Regions from separate parts of the Zea mays genome. Here region 1 is linked to region 2. The links are chromatin contacts, called in public HiChIP or PLAC-seq maps. All regions are on one chromosome and are shown on one strand. Each heading gives the region's core, a stretch centred on a gene start, on an enhancer-like site or on the middle of the called end of the contact. The rest is flanking DNA. Distances are from core to core; before and after follow the strand shown. Region 1 holds the start of LOC103642314 (ethylene-responsive transcription factor 7). Region 2 holds the start of LOC100383196.

Region 1 (2,752 bases), core at 64-2,563, 470 kb before region 2:
GGGTGACATGGTGTACCTTAAACTTCGACCCTATGTTTAGTCCTCTTTGGTCAAAAGAGCTAATCACAAATTAGCGTTCAAATACTTTGGTCAGTTTCCTATTTAAGCCAAAGTGGAGACATTCGCTTACAAACTCCACCTACTAGCTGCTTCAAATAATCAGTTGGACCAAATTACCCTTGCTGTCTGAAAAATGACAGATACCTAAAAAAATCCCCCAGCGATGTCAAGTCCATCTGGTGACAAACTCCAGTTTCTGATCAAGTGGGCGCAATGGTCGGAAGAGCTTGCTACCGTACCTAGGAGGACCTCGATTCTCTCAAGCTTTGTTTCCCGGGCCATGAGGCTTGGGGATAAGCTTCTTCTAAAAGAGGGAAGAATGTGAGGATCAAGAAGGGGATGGCTGATGAAGACTCGGTGGTGGAAAAGACAACTCGACTAAGGAGGCCCAATAGTCGAGTCTATGGGCTGTAGAGGGCCACATCATAGTGTGGGGTGTCCAGAGTCGATAGAAGGAGTTATGTATTATGTAAGGAATAATGATGAAGGGGGACGAGGGGAGGAACTCGGGCCCAGTTGCATCTAGCTTGCGGTGGACTCGTCGTGTAACACCACGATACCCTTCGAGTGCTGGGAGTAGCGCTCAACCCCGATCCATACTAGTGTTCTTACACATGGCAGCAAGGCGTGCAGCGACAGCGCCGGAAGCGGGACACGATAATCAAGCGTCGCAAGGAAGTTGGTGTTCTCCGACGGCCCGCGGAGTCGGCACGCCTCACTGTCGTACCTCCTGGCCGCCTCCTCAGCAGTGTCGAACGTGCCTAGCCACAGCCACACGCCCTTATGTTGATCGCGGATCTCCGCCGAGTACCGCCCCCTAGGCCGTCTCCTCTGCGCGTCCCTGTACCTCGGCTCCGTCGGCACGCCCGCCGCCGCCACTTTCCTCTTGCCACCGTCGACAACACTCCCCTTGGGCACCGTGGCATTGCAGCACGGCTGATGCTCCACGAGGAACTTACGCAGCCCTGCCTCCGCTCTAGCACCGCCACCGGCAGCAGCCATGGTGGCTGGAGGAGTCCATGCCGACGTGGTCGTCGCAGAAGACGCGGACTAGTTTGCGGATCGTGGTCGTCTCTGCAGGCTCCTGCTTGATCTTCGGTACTAATCTCCTCACCGCCGCGCCTTCCAACGTTGGTCTTCAGTGACTTTGGGAGAATGAAGCAGGGATAGAGGTTGAGAGAGAAAGGGAAATAGGGGGACGAGCAAGGCGGGAGTGGGAGGGGTCGTTGAGACTTGAGAGATATATATAGAGAGGAAAGGAAAGAGGTTTTCTCGAGAAACTTCTCATGTTTACAATGCATTGAGAGGTCGTACTAGCAGGATATCAGAGAGTTCCATTCTAAGACTGCGAAGGAGATCAGAGAGATCCTGACCCCCTGAGAAAAGCAAGTAGTTGACCTTGCCCGGTGGAGGATTGTTGAATGCCTAGGACAACATGTCGACAAGAATCCTCTTCTCGCTGATGTCTTTGCTCCCTGCCAATCGCTAGGTGAAAGGGATTCTATTAGTAGCGCGAATTCAACTAGGAGGAAGTGGGCTTCAGACCAGGAAGGTGCCCGGAGGGGGCATGGTTTGACTTGAGGCACATAAATTTGTGGCTCGCGGTACTAGTATCGATTTGTTGGCAGGGCAGGTGGCAGGAATGGTTTTGTTGTCGCCGGTTTGTAACTAGGAGGACTTTCTTTCTTTTCCCCCTTTTGCAAGTGTGCTAGTGTTGCTTTAATGTGGTATGTACATTGCTGTCTTAGGCTACCCCTTGCAGGCTTGAAGAACATATATGTATGTAACTTCTTTAGGCTACCCTTGAAGCACATGGCCATGGCCTAATGGCCATGATCTGGGTTCCACAATTGCAATGAGAATAGAGATGCCAATTAACTTTCAATCATATGACAATTATGGAGCCAAAAAGGCAACTGCAATATAATGGAAAACTCATAAACATATGTTAATTAAGAGGTAAAAGTAATTTTAATATTTTCACTAGTTATCAGTTCAGGCATATAAAGATACCGCTGACAGAGGTATAGTTTTAATATTTTTAGTATTGTGCCATATTTCCCTCTTTTCCCTAAGCTTCTTATGATCATATCATAACAATTTTAATTCTGTACAATCTTATTAATGTAAATTTAGTTGCAATTAAACTGAACCACTGAACATTTTCACTTCTTTCCATCTAACTCTGTAATTTCGTCTGTACGAGAGAGTAGTAAAGAGAACAACATTTGCGAGATGATGACGCAATCTACCACAGTGCTTGCTTTGTCTGCCCTCAGTTCATCCCTAAGATATGTTTGACAAAATAAAATGTTAGATTCAACTATCTTCACAACCTTTTGTTGCTTAAAGGTTAGAACAATGTGCCATTTGATTTTGCCAGCACATTCTGCTACGATTTATATGTAGTACTGGCACCTCATGCTCATGGTTGGTGCTTTTGGTTTTATAGGCATCTTCATGTGCTAGATCTGATTGAAGATTTTGTTGAGGACAATGATGAGGAGCTGTTGGATTGGATATCCAAGTTCTCAGAGTCCAACACTGTCACACCCGACTTTAAGGAACAAAGCCAGGTGCATCTCATACATGCGCCAAGAAGACAACATATATAATAACAGAGTGTATAGAGATAAATGTCATAAAACATCAGAGTATTTATTACATAGCGGAAGACTTATTACAAAATAAA
Region 2 (3,023 bases), core at 38-2,537:
GCAGAAACAAGCAGAATCTTAGAAAGAGGAATCATTGCATACCACCCCATGTCAGTAAAAAAATTGCGGAGCTTTGGATAACATTAAAAAACCATAAAGGCGCTGATCCCTAATACCATTCGAGGCAGAGGCACTAAAGAAAGACCAAGCCTCTAGGGTCAAATGAAATGAAATGAAAAAACTTCATCTGAGCTCACTGAAGTGACCAGCAAAAGTAACCGACGACCTGGCAAACCTAGAGAGAGAAAAAATAGCCCAAATCAGAAGACCCTCCTTCCGGATGGGATTCCGAGGCACCGAATCGCCCATGGCACACAAATGCCGAACCCTCCACATCAGAAGAAGCAAAACCCCAGCGCAGGCTGCAGCACTGCAGCGGACATGCGAACGAACCCCGCAAAAGCCGCCAGACAATTCCCGTCAGAGTCCACGATTCCGCGCAAAGGCGCGGGGGCTTCACAGGAACCAGAACCACGAACCCCAAGCTGCGGACGACGAGGATTTGGAATCCGGGACCCCGTCGCGCTCGGATTAGATAAACCCCGCCCAAACCCCGGAATCCGCTGCGACCACGCGAAATCCGGGCGAAGATTCCGACGCGTGCGCACACGCGTATCCGGTATCCCAAAACCCCTTCTAAACACGCGGGGATGCAGCGGCAACATCAACGGGAACAACAAAGCCACCCTCCGTTTCAGCTGCTGCCTCACCTGCTCGATGTGGCCCTGCGGGAAGTAGTAGACCTTCTCCCCGAGTAGCGGCACGCTGGACAGCGGCCCCGCGCAGGCCTTCCACAGCTCCACGAACAGCGCGTCCTTCCCTCCGCCTCCGCCTCCGCCTCCGCATCCCGCGTCGGCGCCTGCACGCCCAGGCCCAGCCACATGAGGCAAGCAAAACCTCGTCACAAACAAACCCAAAACCCCCTCGGAGGGGAGGAGGCTCAACTCAAGCGCCGCAACCAGCAGCGAGCGACACAGACGCACTCACCGCCGCCGGCCGCCGCTGCAGCCGCCACCATCGGATCTCACATGCACTTGCCCGGAATCCGTCGCGACCTCCCTGCGCCGCGCACCTGGCACCCGGGCGATTTTTGCGGGGAAGGAGATGGGAAGGGAGGCAGGCGAGGGGATTTATGTAGCAGGCCGTCAAAAGCGACGTCAGTTTCCTGTGTCGCTCGCTTCTCTGCCCCTCCCACAGCGTGACTGCTGCCTGCGTGTGTGTGTGAGCATGGCTGCGAGAGAGAGAGAGAGAGCGGAGAGGGAGTGTGTCAGTTTCGGCCGCCTCGCGTTGCCCACCACGAGGCAGCGGTGAGCTCACCACCCATCTCGTTCCGGGCCCGGGAGCGTGGGTGGGCCTGTCTCTCCCCCGCGGGCAAGGGCCAAGGGGCGGGGTGAGAATATATTTTTACGATGGGTGCCTGCGTGCTTTTGGCAGCAGCGAGCGATGGCCGCCGCTCTAGTCTCCGCGCGTTGGTCCGGCGGTCAGAGGAGAGGAGGTGGGTTCGCAGTGGTGGTGAGCCCGAGGGAGACGTGGTTTGGAACCACTGCACGCTGTCAGCCGGCCATTGGTGCCAGCGACTGCCGAGGGCTGAGGATTCCATGCTAGTCCGACGGGGAGCTCTGTGCTGTGCTGCTTTGTAGTACTACATAGACTTGGTTTTGATCGGCTTGTTTCGGCATCGCTACTGTTGTTTTCTGGTGTGGGCTTTGTTGTACTAATAACCGCGTACTTTTGTGCGGGCTCGATATCGGACCAGTTTAACTCGGCTCGTTTAAGTTTGAGCTGTGAGCTAAGGAGCTGGTTCGGCTCAGCTTATTAAACTAACGAGTCTATATTAGTCTAGCTCTTATAAACTCGAGCTGACTCGTTTAGCTCGCGAGTCAGAGTAAAAAAAATAATATATATATATATATATATATATATATATATATATATATATATATATATATATAATCAATTTTTAGTTATTTTTAAACTAATTTAATAATAGAAAATAGTAATTATACTCATTGTTTCATAAACCACATCAATGTAACACTAAATTAATATAACACATCACTAATCAATTCACGATTCACATACATGTTCATCAAGTTAACCCACAGTTATATTCACATATATTAATTTAACAAATAGAAATAGTCCATCAATCATTAGTTTAACGCATAGGCCATAGACACCACACATACATATTCATCAATTATTACATAAATAATATGTATATAGTTTTGTTTTGCTCAAATGTGGTATTTCGTTTAGCTCGCAAGCTAGCTTGTTAATAAACCGAGTTGGGTTACTAATGGATCGAGCTAGGATGTCAGCTTAGCTCATGAAAAAATTCAAACGAGTCGATCCGAGTTGAGCCGAGTTTGCCACGAACCGAACGAGCCACGAGCATTTCATTCAGCCCTATAAACAAGGATATCGCTTATGGGAGGATGAGCTTTTGGATTTTCATTTGTATTGTTAGTGTATGACTCCAAAGTTGTGTGTTGTCAAATGCTATACACAAGTGACATTTATTTAGTGCTAATTATAATCGGCAACATACGTGCTTTCGCTTATTTAGGTGGCTTATTTAGGCGCGACTTATTCATCATATAAGAACTAGTTTGGTAACTCTATTTTTACAAGACATTCTCATTTTTTTCAATGGAAAATGAATTGATTCTCCTTAGAAATGAAAATCCTTTAGGTCTCGTTTGTTTCCTTTCATTTTGAGGAATTGGAATCTAACTAATGGTGTAGGCTATTTTTTTAGAATATGACATTTCACTATTTTCTAAAGTTTTTATATAAGTCTATCTCAAATTCATGGGGTAACAGATGGAAATTGATTCTGTATATTTATATGCTATTTTTCTGATGTACAACTTGTATCACACTCTTCTACTTTCTTCATTATAGCATAAATGTAGTATATAACTATCTCTCATATGATTTAAAATAATATACAAATATACATATATAAATATATGAACTTAATTAGTTTTTTTCTAAATTATAATTATTAAAATAGAATT

The links. HiChIP or PLAC-seq counts read pairs in DNA pulled down with a chosen protein or histone mark.
Region 1: a contact with region 2 is called in an H3K4me3 HiChIP or PLAC-seq map of leaf, with 6 times the contacts expected there. The contact joins the promoter of LOC103642314 here to the promoter of LOC100383196 in region 2. A contact is called at or near these places in 4 of 25 Hi-C or Micro-C datasets (bundle sheath, ear, leaf and 1 more) and 1 of 3 datasets of contacts at active chromatin or transcription factors (leaf).

The regions. Positions count from the first base shown.
Region 1 is chr10:14,138,666-14,141,417 of Zm-B73-REFERENCE-NAM-5.0, reverse strand. LOC103642314 (ethylene-responsive transcription factor 7) reads right to left here and starts at 1,313. Exons shown (of 2, transcript XM_020546108.1): 1 at 1-1,313. The coding sequence starts at 1,062. The coding sequence ends at 583.
Region 2 is chr10:13,672,263-13,675,285 of Zm-B73-REFERENCE-NAM-5.0, reverse strand. It overlaps LOC100383196, which reads right to left and starts at 1,287. Exons shown (of 14, transcript NM_001175858.1): 1 at 988-1,287; 2 at 711-859. The coding sequence starts at 1,018.